3 separate regions of the Mus musculus genome follow, and all the other regions are linked to region 2. Evidence: chromatin contacts called from public Hi-C and Micro-C data. All regions are on one chromosome and are shown on one strand. The core of a region is the stretch at or near the end of the contact, and the rest is flanking DNA. Distances in the headings are between cores, read along the strand shown. Region 1 overlaps Chst11 (carbohydrate sulfotransferase 11). Region 2 has its middle 23 kb from the start of Chst11. Region 3 overlaps Chst11 (carbohydrate sulfotransferase 11).

What was found. Hi-C and Micro-C count contacts between places; a contact is called where the count stands out from the background.
Region 1: a Hi-C map of bone marrow shows a contact between it and region 2, with 1.6 times the contacts expected there. The contact joins two enhancer-like sites. A contact is called at or near these places in 1 of 15 datasets of contacts at CTCF or cohesin (CD8 T cells), 9 of 484 Hi-C or Micro-C datasets (the G1E-ER4 cell line, bone marrow, bone marrow-derived macrophages and 4 more), 3 of 115 datasets of contacts at active chromatin or transcription factors (CD8 T cells, embryonic basal ganglia and stem cell-derived neural progenitor cells) and 2 of 9 other capture datasets (bone marrow-derived macrophages and embryonic stem cells).
Region 3: a contact with region 2 is called in a Micro-C map of embryonic fibroblasts, with 4 times the contacts expected there. The contact joins two enhancer-like sites. A contact is called at or near these places in 10 of 39 promoter capture datasets (the 3T3-L1 cell line, the HPC-7 cell line, cranial neural crest and 7 more), 3 of 484 Hi-C or Micro-C datasets (bone marrow-derived macrophages, embryonic fibroblasts and macrophages) and 7 of 115 datasets of contacts at active chromatin or transcription factors (embryonic fibroblasts, embryonic stem cells, fetal liver and 2 more).

The regions. Positions count from the first base shown.
Region 1 is chr10:83,092,692-83,096,896 of GRCm38.p6, forward strand. The region is part of intron 2 of Chst11 (carbohydrate sulfotransferase 11); the gene reads left to right. Among named protein-coding and RNA genes, the nearest start is that of Chst11, 110 kb to the left of the region's middle. Within about 2 kb of position 1,815, at least 74 of the 459 cell types and tissues checked have an H3K27ac peak or open chromatin away from gene starts, as enhancers often do. A contact at or near this core is called in CD8 T cells, the G1E-ER4 cell line, bone marrow and 1 more, where this site is marked.
Region 2 is chr10:82,960,880-82,965,016 of GRCm38.p6, forward strand. No RefSeq gene overlaps it. Among named protein-coding and RNA genes, the nearest start is that of Chst11, 23 kb to the right of the region's middle. Within about 2 kb of position 1,857, at least 67 of the 459 cell types and tissues checked have an H3K27ac peak or open chromatin away from gene starts, as enhancers often do. A contact at or near this core is called in CD8 T cells, the G1E-ER4 cell line, the HPC-7 cell line and 3 more, where this site is marked.
Region 3 is chr10:83,150,710-83,154,932 of GRCm38.p6, forward strand. All of the region lies in intron 2 of Chst11 (carbohydrate sulfotransferase 11), which reads left to right. Among named protein-coding and RNA genes, the nearest start is that of Chst11, 170 kb to the left of the region's middle. Within about 2 kb of position 1,827, at least 86 of the 459 cell types and tissues checked have an H3K27ac peak or open chromatin away from gene starts, as enhancers often do. A contact at or near this core is called in the HPC-7 cell line, bone marrow-derived macrophages and embryonic fibroblasts, where this site is marked.

The sequences.
Region 1 (4,205 bases), core at 565-3,064, 130 kb after region 2:
CAGTCAGGAGGCCTGCTCACCATCGCAGTAACCTCAGGCCACTTGAGTTGGTGTGGAGACTCTTGAGCCCGTCCCTCTGTCGGAATGTCTGTTAGTGTCGCTCCTGATTGAGGGACCGAGCCAATGCCCACAGACCTTGGTAACTGCTGAGAAATGAGTGCGTGCTGAGGAGAGATGGCCTGCGCGTGATCTCAGGGCTTCACTTTGTGCTCCATCTCAATTATGTATTTCCATAGAACGTGGTGCCTGAGGGAGAAGATAATATGCTCGGATCTCAGCGAGGACAGATTCTTAGAGTGATTGCAAAGGCACAAACTTCAAAGCTTCTTGGCTCCACTTTCTCCCTCGAGCCTTCCACCTGTGCTCCCTTCTGGGGGAAAAATAGGACTAGAATCCGGGCACCCTTGGTGACCTAATGGTGTTCAGTGGCGCCCTGTTGATTCTCTGTCTTGAGGCTCTAGGTGAGGATTGCAAACTCAATGCCTCTTGAGGCTTCCTCTGCTGGCTTTTGCAGAGAGAGACTCAAGGGGGATTTGATATGGGTTCCTTTGCTGCCCCCGTGACCTGGCCATTGTGAGTAAGTTTCCTAGCCTGTCTACTCTGTCATCTTTATAAAAAGATCAAGCAGGCTTTGGCCACACATAGAATTTCTGATATGCTCTATTGAAACTCACCCAGGCTACTCCATCAGAACCATCCGCACTCCCTCTGGACATCCTGTATTGATGAACAGCACAAGATGCAAGATGCATAGGCAGAGCCACTTCTACTGTAGCTGACCCTCTGGGTAGAAAGCCCATGGACTGGGTCTTGCCTACCATATACATCCGGTGCCTAACACTGGGCCTGGTTGATGTCTGGGGTCCCCAAGTATCTGTGACATTTGAAAGAGCAAAAGTTCAGGGTTCAGGTTCCCTCTTCCCACGTCTCTAGCTGCGCAAACCGGAAGGTGCCTGCACTAGGTGCCCGTTTCCCAGCATGCCTCTGGAACTCTGGAGGATGACTGTGAACTGTCACTTTCCTCAATTTCAGAGTCAGACTTGGTGTCAAAGTCCAGTGACATCATTTCCTAGCTCTGTGACCTTGCACAGGCCACATAACCACGCTTTGACTGCCATCCCTCTTTTATGACATTCGGGGACTAATACCAACTGCTGTATTCAAGAGGCGGTGCAGTGACCTTCTGTGCTGGCTGCCTGCTATGGGGCTTGTGCTTTCCTGGTTTGTTCCCTCACTGACCCCCTGGCATGTCAGAGACTGGGCATAGAGGGCACTGAAGCTAATATAGCCACCTGCGATGGGTACTTGCTCTGTCCCAGGACTGGTGTGCACAGACGGCCTTGTCTGTTTTTTTTGGCAGACCAGTCAGAGGAAAGGTGACTATCCCATCTCCTGTCATCCCTCCTCACAGCGATAGTGAGTGTTGTGTTAGTGAAAGGCACATTCACTAACACAACCAGAGGAGGGCACTGGTAAGTGAGTCACTATCCTTTAAGGGCATCTTGGGCACACTGTCTGGCCTCTCCAGCCCATCAAGCAAACACTCTTCAGGAAGATCACCCCATTTCCTGTGGATGTAGTTTTCTGGGTCTAGTTTCCTTTACAAGTGGCAGTTGTGCCCCGTCCCCGCGCAGTCCTTAAGCAGGGTTTGTTTTTGAAGAAGCAGCCCTGGTTAGCGGTGGGCTGCGGAGTTTAAGATGGGGACATGCTGATGAGCTTAGACAGCATTGCCTTCCTGAGTCATCTCCAGGCTTAACGCTGGGCTGAGCTCCCCTGCACATTCTCATAGTTTCCTACCAGCTCAGCTGCCGAGCCTGGAACAGTGTAGTCACTGAGGCAAGTGGCAAACTCTCTGATCGCTCTAACCTGAACGGCTCCCAGAAATGGTGTTCGCAGCTTTTTTTTTTTTTTTTTTTTTTTTTTTTTTTTTTTTTTGCTGAGTGTCTCTTTGGTCTTAGTAACAGGATGGTAAAAATGAGACCATTTATTTTTTTATGACAAGAAATTCACCTAACAGCAAGAAGCACCTTCTGTTTTTGTTTTTGTTTTTTGAGACAGGGTTTCTCTGTATAGCTCAGGCTGTCCTGGAACTCACTTTGTAGACCAGGCTGGCCTCGAACTCAAAAATACACCTGCTTCTGCCTCCCAAGTGCTGGGATTAAAGGCGTGTGCCACCATGCTCGGCTCAAGAAGCGCCTTCTTAGTTATCTCGGATACATAGGCTAGGCCAGACACTTCCTGGGTCTTGGATTCAGCTCACTGAATATGTATGGTAAGCTCTGAGCTAGATGGTATTTCCCCTCTTATGGATAGAGAAGTGAAACTAATAATTGTATATGATTTATTTGAGCCCAGATCACTAGTAGGAAGCAGTGAGGATCCAACCACAGAAGGAACGGGGAAATTGCACGCAGTTACTAGTGACTGGTACTGGTGACTATTACCCTCGAAATCCTCTTGGCAGGAACCAACCCCCTCCTGCAAACAGATGTATATCCAACAAGGTTTTCCCTGGATAAAGAGTGAAATCAGCCCAGGGGCAGTTGCCTCTACTCTGACTTCAGCATCTGGGGCTTTCTTAGTGCACTGAAACCCCCAAACCATCCAAAGAACAATTGGTTAAGAAAAAAAAATCCTTCCCAGTCGATATTCTTAGCAAAATAGCCCTGTAATGTCTTATAATTTTCCTGGTTCTCTGCTGTCTCCCTGGCCCCAAAATAAAACATAATTGCTGATTGGATCAGCTGGCGCCGAGTCACCGAAAGTTCAGGAGTTGCCAACCACAGACTTGTGGGCCGAGCCATCTGCAGGCTGCCCCCGCTCAGTCAGTGCTGACCCACAGGGCAGAGAACTGCTCTCAGCTGGTTGAGAGGGTGTAATTGTCCCTGAATGCCATCGAGGGTGAGACAGCTTGTCCTCCTGCCTCCCCACCTCCCGGCCTCTCATGGCTTCCCTGAAATCTTCACAGTATCATTCATGCGGTTTGGCCTGCCCTGCCATGTCTTTCTTTAGCATGTGTGCCTGCCCTGTTATTAGAGCATTCTAAGGGGGCAGGGTGCGTGGCTCAGTGCTGGCCACGAACTTGCAAGCAGCATAGCTAGGTCTGAACGGGGCTTCCTGGAGTCCCTGGGTCCAGATGTTTAGGGATCTAGAAGTGTTCTGGGTGATGTGTTGCTGAATATGGCTGAAACTCTGCGGTCCTGCTCCCTCAGTTACGGGGCAGTCTCTTGGTGTGCTGAAGTGAACTTTCTCCTCCAGGGATGCACTGGATTAAGGATGGAGTGAAGAAGAAAGGGAGGAAGGAGAAAGACAGTTGGTGTTTACTGAACATGGAATACATATCTGTGACTATTCTAGACCTTTTCTAAACAAGGGTCATTGCTCTTGCTTTTGTTGGGTTGGAGATGGAACCCAAGGCCCCTTGAACACTGAGCAGCCATTTTTCCTACCAGTGACGCATGCTCCAACCCCTCACTGAGCCTTTACAAGTCCCCCTTCCAGATGAAGGTCTCTTGATAACCTCACTTTTTTAGAAGGTAGCTAAGTTTTTAAGAGGCTGCACAGTGCGCCAAGATCACGTACTACTAAATGACAGGACTGGGTCTTTCTTACCCTGCTAGCCTGTAGGAAGAGGGAGCCTTGACACGGCTCCTCCAGGTAGAAAAAAAAGCTTCCAGAAGACTCTCCTTCCCCTAATATGTCAAAGGCGAGGCATGGGCCCAGCCTGGGCATGGGGCCATGGACCCAGATAGCAGAGCTGAGGCCATGGAGTGGTGTGGAACCCACAGTAGATGTGCTATAAGCATTTTCAGCTGGCAGTTTCCTTTCTTCAGAGTCTGGTGTCCGGCCAAGGCAGGAGAGGACTTTATGTCCTGGCTTGGAGCTAGGTTAAGCAGAAGTCACCTCTAAGAACTCTGCTGTTGGATGGTGGTTCTCGCTCCTTAGAGGTGTCCATCCAGCTGAAAATATTACACTGATAGATGCTACCGTGGTGGAGGGCTGGAAGGAGTCTGTGGTTACGTTCCTCACCCAGACCTGGGTGGCGTTTTCTGCAGTGCTCAGCACATTTTGCTGGTCCTATGGGTTCTTAAAGAATAAACAGAAAAAAAGGTCCCAGAAGAGAGAGAGCAGGAAAGGTGAGAGAAGATGTAGTGTTAGCACCCCTCCCCCCAAGTCCTGTGCACAGTGGGGACTCTTAAGAGGAA
Region 2 (4,137 bases), core at 607-3,106:
GTCTCGGGAACCCTGTAGAACATCAGATTCACAGGGAGGTTGGAATACAAAAGGATCCTCAGCTGGGTGGCAGTGGCATCAGTGGCAGTGGCCAATGCCTTTAATCCCAGCACTCCAGGCAGAGGCAGAAGGATCTCTGAGTTCAATTTTGAGGCCAGTCTGGTTTATAGAGCTAGTTCTAGGACAGCTAGGGATACACAGAGAAACCCCTGTTTCAAAAAAACAAGACACGATAAAAACAACAACAACAACAAAGATCGTTAGCTTTATTTTCCCCACAAGTGAAAGAGATGTGGATTTCCTAGATGAATAAACAGCTCCTTGAAGCTCAGCCTTTAAGGGTTGGGGGCACAAGACTCCAGAACTATGCTGGCCTGGTGTCTTAGGGTTTTATCTGTGAACAGACACCATGACCAAGGAAACTCTTAGAACTGAAAGCATTTTATTGGGGCTGGCTTAAAGTTTCAGAGGGTCAATTCGTTATCATCATGGCAGGAAGCATGGCGGTGTGCTGGCAGCTGCGAGTTCTACACCTTGATCCTTCAGGAGATTCTCTTCTGTAGGCAGCTAGGAGGCGCTCTTCCACACTGAGAGGAGCCTGACCATAGGAGTCTCAAAGCCCACCCACATAGTGACGCACTTCCAACAAGGCCACACCTCTTCCAGTAAGGCCACACCTCCCAATAGTGCCAACTCTGCTATGGGCCAAGCAGTCAAACACGGGAGTCTATGGGGGCTAACCCTATTCAAACCACCACACCTGGTGAAGTTGTTTATTTGAAACTATCCACGTGGCACAGCTCAGTAGAGTAGTGTGTTGTGGACTATCTGAGCCAGACAGCCGCCATCATCTGGAGTTCTGCTAGGTCTGTTCATGGAAGGCCATCACAACTGGGACCGCTGACTTTTTGACTCTCCTCACAGGTCATAAGAGCCTCCCTGAGTGCTCAGTTGTCTTCTCAGCCAGCTGTTCAAAATTCTGCCCTAAGTGCACGTGATCTTCCGGGAAGGTGTTGAAGGATGCCTTGAAGGGGGATTCTGTCCACACAGCCCTGGGGAAGTCATTATCGCGAAGTGAGAAAAGCCTATTTGCTAAATCCTGACCCAACCTTAGGCTAAAACTTTGGTCCGACTGACCCTCAGGCACATATGGTACTTACAGGAGAGCTTTTGCTAACCTGCTTTGTTCTGCTTCGGTAACGGTAAGGCTTTCTGCTCTCCAATCAATTAGAGACACCGTAGTGACACAACTGTGCCCTGTTCTTATTAAGAGTGCATATCCTGTCATGCTTGCTGACAGCTGTCACAGCTCCATCAATGGGATGCACCAAACTTGTGGGTTTTTATCTTTATCACCCTCCTGCTCACTCAGCTCAGGACCACCTCCAGACTTGTAATCACAAGAGTGCATGCCTGCAGCTGGGTCTGTGTGACTCCATAAAAACTTCAAATTCACAAAGAGCTTGTCCTGGTCTACTTCCCTTGGGTGAGCCCGGCTATAACAATCCCTGCTGGGTACAGACCTTCCAGTGTGGCCCCCTGTGAGGATGTGTGCCCTTGCCCATAATCCCCCACACACTGCTCTATGAGTGAGGCTAAGGATGTCATTGGTTCCCCCCAGTCAAGCTTTGGTGGAATCATGCCTGCACCTTGGTTTGTAACTGGGGCCTTGGGAAGAGGGGTAGATGTTGTTTTCATATCTCCCAAGACAGGAATTTTAGCAACTCCACTAGAGGATGAGCAATGCCCGAAGAATCCTGGGAGAAGGAGAAGAAGGCCCACGGGAACATTCAGACAAGGCTTTGAACACCCGCCCATGTGAGGGACAGTCACCCTTACTCAGAGGGGTCTGCTCTCAGATGAAGCCACCAACTGCTGATGACTAGTGAGTTCCCTCTGCCTGTGGGTGTGGGGTGAGGGGTGTTGTGGGTTGATGACTCGGTCAATATTCTCAACTTCCCCTTAGAGGCTGCTAACTCCTAACTCACAGAGAGGGTCAAGGAACTCACGGGTGGGATGTGAAATAGGAGAGATGTGTTAAGGTGGAGAAGGAATTTGCCCACTGTGACTCAGCCATCCTCACTGTCCTCACCGGTCTTCCTGCTGTCACTCTAAATGCTGTGAAACAGAGCATAGGCTAGGAGAGAGAGGTGCTGGGAGCGTTGATTGTCTTGCTCTCCTAAAACTCACCCAGGCCTGTCTGTTTTGTGTTCTTTTAACATGTGTGTTTCACAAATGCTTCTGAGGGTCCTATCGGGGGAGTTGAAGAGGAAGTGTAAAGAGAAGAGTCTCATTACATTTATTTATATAGTAGTGTGCACACATACACAGATGCACATACACACACACAGACACATACACAGGCGCACACACACATATACACAGACATAGATACACATGTACACATAGGCACACACACATTCATACATACACACATAGACATAGATATACATACACAAATACACAGACACACATACACAGGCACACAGACAAACACATGTACACAAACACACAGACACACATGCACACATATATAGGCATACACAAACAGATACTCACACATAAGTAAACACATATACAAACATATACACACAGAAACGCACACATACATAGGCACATGCAGAGACACACGCACACAGACAGAGATACACATTGGGTTGCTATTCCTGGTTGTCAGCTAGCCTACACCTGGAATGAACTACAATCCAGAAATGAAAGACACACCTGTGACCCAGGTCTGTCTGAGGCTGGAAGACACAGGCTTCAGACCTGGATCTCCCCATGGGATGATGCATACTTTTGATCCAGATCTTGAGGCATAGTGGCTTTGAAAAGTTTAGGCCCAGATAAGGTAGTACATACCTTTAATCCCAGGAGACTGAGGCAAGCAGATCTTTGAGTTCAAGGCCAGCCTGGGACAGAGCAAGTTTCAGATCCAGGCATGGTGGTACACAGCTTTAATCTGGGCCACACCTGCTGGAAGCCTACATAAGGACTTTGGAAGAAGGATCTCTCTTCTTCTACTGCTTGCACTTCCTTGACAGCATATCTGATGGAACCTACTTCTTCAGGAGTCCAGCTTATACAGAAGACCACACCTACCCTTGTGGGACTGACCAACTACTAGATTCTTGGGCTTTCATTCACAGCTGCCCATTGTTGGGTTAGTTAGACTGCAGACTGTAAATCATTATAATAAATTCCCTTAATATATAGAGACAACCTGTAAGTTCTATGACTCTAGAGAACCCTAATACACACACACACACACACACACACACACACACACACACACGCATACCCCATGGCGGAGCACATTGGGCAGCTTGGGAGAGCCGGTTCTTTTCTTCTCCTATGTGGGTTTCAGAGACTGAACCCATCAGGAAAGGCAAATGCCTTTCCCCACTGAGTCATTTTCTCATCCTCGAAGGATAGTCTGGCCTTGCAGAAAATTCTAGATCTAAGCAGCCAGACCATTCTGAAGAGCTAGTGATAAATCTTCACACATAGTCCAGGCAATGATATGTAATAAAAATTGCCATGGACTGAGTATCTGGGTCCCACCCTGAAAGGGGTTTATTGAAGCCCTTGTCCCTAGTGTGATGGTATTGTAGGTAGAGCCTTTGAGCAGATGTTGTTGGAAAGTGGAGCCCTTGTGAATGGGATTAATATCCTTCTGCCAATGCAGAGGAGAAACCTGCCCAGAACTCATCATACTGGTCCCCTGGTCTTGGGGTTTCAGTCTTCAGTGTCACGTGACGTGCTGAGGCTGGGGATGTAACCCGATTGGTAGCATGCTTGCCTGGTACACAAGAAGCCTCGGGTTGGTCCCAGGTGTCACGCAAATGGGGCACAGTGGTGCAGATCTGTAATCCCGTGGGAGGTAGGGGCAGGAAGGTCACAAGTTCAAAGTTATCCTTGGCTGCACAGCAAGCTCAAGACTGTCGGGTGGATAGGGTTGTTTAAACCATTCAGACAGTCTATGATTTTGTTTTATGTGTATGTGTTTGTGGGGATGGTGTGTGTGTGTGCACAGGTGTGCATTTGAGTGTGCAGGCCAAAGGTCAACAACATAAGGGTGTTCTCTATCACTCTCTACCTTCTCTTCTTCCTCCTTCCTTTTTCTCTTCCTTCTCC
Region 3 (4,223 bases), core at 577-3,076, 190 kb after region 2:
GCAGTGGAGAAGGGCAGGGAGGTGAAAGAGTGATCCCATATGCTTAGCACTTGACTGCCTTAGCACATGCTGGAGGGAAAACCAGCAGAGGACACATGGGAGGAGTGTAGCGATAAAGCTGAACCGGGAGGTAAGCGTGCCCGGGCCCCGGGCTGGTGCATTATTAGTGAGAAAAGGATCCCTTCCGGGCAGCTGTGCCGTGTACAGTGGTGCTGTGTACAGTGGTGCTGTGTACATTGCTGTGTGCATTGGTATGTGGGCATGAAGAATGAGCCTTCCCATTTTTCTTTCGAGAAGGATCACAGAACAAATAAGAATTGGTATGAAATAGGGGTGGGTGGATAGATGGACAGATGGATGAATGGGTGAATGATGGACAGATGGATGGATAGATGGATGGAGGGAGGGAGGGAGGGAGGGAGGGAGGGATAGATGGATAGATGGATGGGTGGATGATGGATTGGTGGATGAATGGACAGATGGATGGATGGGTGGATAGGTGTGGGCATGGGTACCCAGATGGGGTAGTTAAAAGAATGTTGTGTTGGCCTTGAACTCAGAGCTGCTCACTCTCCTGACGCCCCAATTCTGCCATCTTTACATGGAAATGATAAACACTGAGCCTTCCTCCATCTGAGGGTCATGGGGATGCCCAGCTTTAAGAACAAGGTACTGTTGGTTAGTGAAAGGCTGTGCAGCTCTGAAGGATTGCTGGCCCCATAACCTCTCCCCCAACAGCTGGCCGCCCCGGCAGCGTACTGTGCTTAAGGGAGCCTCGGAGCCCTGCGATTGGGCTGGGATTCCTCCAATAAACCTTGTGTAGATCCCCCCACCCCCATTCTTGGCTCCCAAGCAATTTTTCTTCCAGTGGAAGTTGCCAAGTTTTTATGGCTATTGGGTTATCTTATCCATCCAGATGGTTAGTGTTAATTTATGCTGAAATAAATGTGCAAAACCTCATTTGTCTTATTGCTCCCGAAACATGAGGTGTAGGACCTAAAAGACCTTAATATCCAGCCTCCTGCAAGCCAGGGTGTGATATGACTGCCTGCTCTTTCATTCACTCTGGCTCGAAAGCCTGCTTTTCTATCCCTTGATATTTATGTATAAGCAAATTAGGTTGTTTGGTATAAGAAACTCAGACACATTTTATGACTTTTAATATATATGCTTGCCTTGGGTTTGTTAGCTGCTTTTTATTGAGGAGGGAAAAAATAAGCTGTGATTTATTAACTGATGATAAATTTCAAACACCTTTTCTGTACTTTCAAAAACATTAATCATTAGGTATAATGTTAGAGTCGGTGACCAGGGATTTAAAGAGTCATTAGCTGTGTGGCCTCCCTTGGTATGTCTCTCAGGCTAGCGCAGCCACGTCCCCGTCTCGTGAGTAAATACTGCTGTCAAGCCCACTGTGAAGGAGGCATGGTGGATGTGAGACCCGAGGAATGCAAATCACCTGGGAAATAGCAGAGAGGACCACAGTGGCAGAGCTGATAAACGGTTCTTTCCTATGTATGTGGACTTCCCTGTGGAGCAAGCTGGGTCAAAATTAGAAGCCGTGCTGGGGCTGGTCCTGTACCCTCTGCTTGGACACTCACTGAGACGGGGGTTGTTTCCAAAATTCCTCTTGTGTCTTTCGTGAACTTTTCAAGCAGGAAGTTACCAGAGTTCTAATAGGAGCTGGCATTTCCACACGATGATTCATGGGGCTGACTGGAGACTTTCTGAGAGTCAGATGTCTCCGGTCACAGTCCGGAGACCAGGCTATGGGACAGTTAGCTGTATTGTGGTAGATACTTATCTATTCCCTTGAATACAGAAGGCTCAAGGACGGAGTAGGTGATTCATAATGGTTCCAATAAAAAGGCAGATGCTTGCTTCTAGAGCTGGGTCCACACAAGTTCAGTCATGATGCGTCACTTTCTGTGGGACACTTTGAGACTTCCAGTCAAGGCGTGCAACTGTGGTTTCCAGAGAATCCTCTAAGTGGAGCCTTTGGGTTTTTTATTAGTGTTACCTTTTGAGGGTTTTCATTTCTTTGTTTTTAATTTTATGAACTATTCTTTAAAGGGGGTAGGGCATGCTACGATAGTTCTAGCCTGTCTGAGCATGACAGACATGGCTCTGGAAGGCTTTGGCCCTACACCCCATTTCCCCTGCCTTACTAAAAATTGCTAGGTTACATTCCTAAAGCTAGTTACCAAGGTCTATTCCCTTATTTGGCCACTTCCTCCTGTGGTATCAAGGTCCCTGTCAAATACTGAAGTCCAGCAATCAAAAGCTCCCTTTGGCTCACCTAATTAATAAATGCCTCACCCTAACACAGAGTTTCCCCTTTTACCTTTATAAACCCCCATTTGCCTCTGGGCCACCTCTGCCCCCTCTCCCTTGTTTCCTCCCCTTCTCCCACTTTAGCTCCTGTTTTGTCTCTCATTCCCTGCCCTCTGTCCCTCTGGGGCATAGAAATCTCTTTTGTGCCGGGAACTTGGTCTTGGGGTGTTGGGAGCCAACTCCAAGGTTCTCTACACATGCAAAAACAAAAAACAAACAAACAAACAAACAAACAAACAAACAAAAACCAAAAAACAGACACCAAAATTAACCAGCCCCAAAGCCCAGAGCCATGGACTTCTAAAAAGCTAAAATAGGCCTTTGGAGCAGAAGCTGTGGAGCTTCACACTAAATTTTACACTTTCAATATTGAATGTATTTTATGGACTTACCCACCACCAAAACCAAAAAGAATCAGACAGTCGGATGTCGCCATTTTCTTTAACAGTTTTACACACTGAATCTTGTTTTTTACTGTCTCTGCACTATCTGGCCGGACAGTTGGGTGGGTCCTTGTTTCCAAAGCACCCCCTTTCCTATCTGGTTGCCATCAACTTACAGCTAAGACAGCAGCCTTTCTGGTTCTGTGAGACTAAAAAGAGTCCTAGGCTTCAGGATCCAAGGACCAACAAGGCATGAGTTTCAGAGGCATTTCTTAAACGTTTCGTGTTGATTGCTTGTCTTCACTCTTGGGTGACTAAGCCATGGTTGTTGACTGATCTCTTAAAAGAGTCTTCCACCCCAGAGGCACTAAATTGTCTAGGGTCCCGGATGATCTTTAGATATGACCAGGATAAGATGAGATGGGACACAAGATCAATACAGTTCTAGATCCCTTCTTTTTGTCCCAGAACGGCCATTTCCCAGAGAGCTCCAAAGACACTTTTCCTTACCTGTTTTTGTCAGATGTTTGCAGCCCCAGCAGTCTTCTGTACAGAAGCCACCATCTCTTTTCACAAGAGCTTTACGTCAAAGGGTGGGGCTGCCACTCAGCTCTGCGTTTCCTGCCCTTAACTGTCAGTGGAAATGGAAGCAAGCACTCACACTTGAATTTGGCAACAATGTCGTCATGTTTCTGCACTCACGCTTGAATTTGGCAACAATGTCGTCACGTTTCTGCTTATCGCCTCCCAGAGTGGCATGGCATCAGGGGCCCCTGATAATTCTCAAAAGACACTAAAACAGAGAATCGTGGTTATTTGTGTGAGTTAGGGTCCCTCTCTGTGCTTCTGGCACCCCAGTCTGTTTGGCAGAGGGAGCTTGCTGAGACCCTCCAGCCCTGTTCTCCCATTTGCAAGCATTCTGAAGACTGGCCATGATGACGGGCTCTGGACTATAGCTTGCTGTCACAAACTAGGGGCAGACAGATGTCTAGCATGGGAGTCTGTGGCCACAAACGTTTGCACGTGTATTGGTGGATTTAGTTCTCACGGCCCTCCACAACAGCCCCTATGCTGTCTCTGTGATTAATGGAGATACCAACTCAGGGGAAGGTAAGTAACTCAACACTGCCTCTACAACAATACAGTAGATGCAGCCGGAGGACCACACACCCCAATGTGCACGCACACACTCAACCATGTACACATGCACAGATCTTTAAGATAGTTTCAAAACAACTTCAGATTTATGCAGAAAGAAAACCTTAAAAGCTCTTGAGTGGTCAGTCAGGGGCTGCGTGGTTTCTAATAAGACACTAAAATCTACATGCTATAAAACAAAAACAGGGGCTTTACTTAAATAAGTTATGTCACAGGTATATAAGAAAAATGGGCGGAGGCTTTTACTGTTGTTATTTGTGTTTATTTTGAGACAGTCCAGGCTGATCTTGAACCAAACCCTGAAAGTTATTCTCTGATTCCCCAAGCAAATGCCGTGGCACATACACA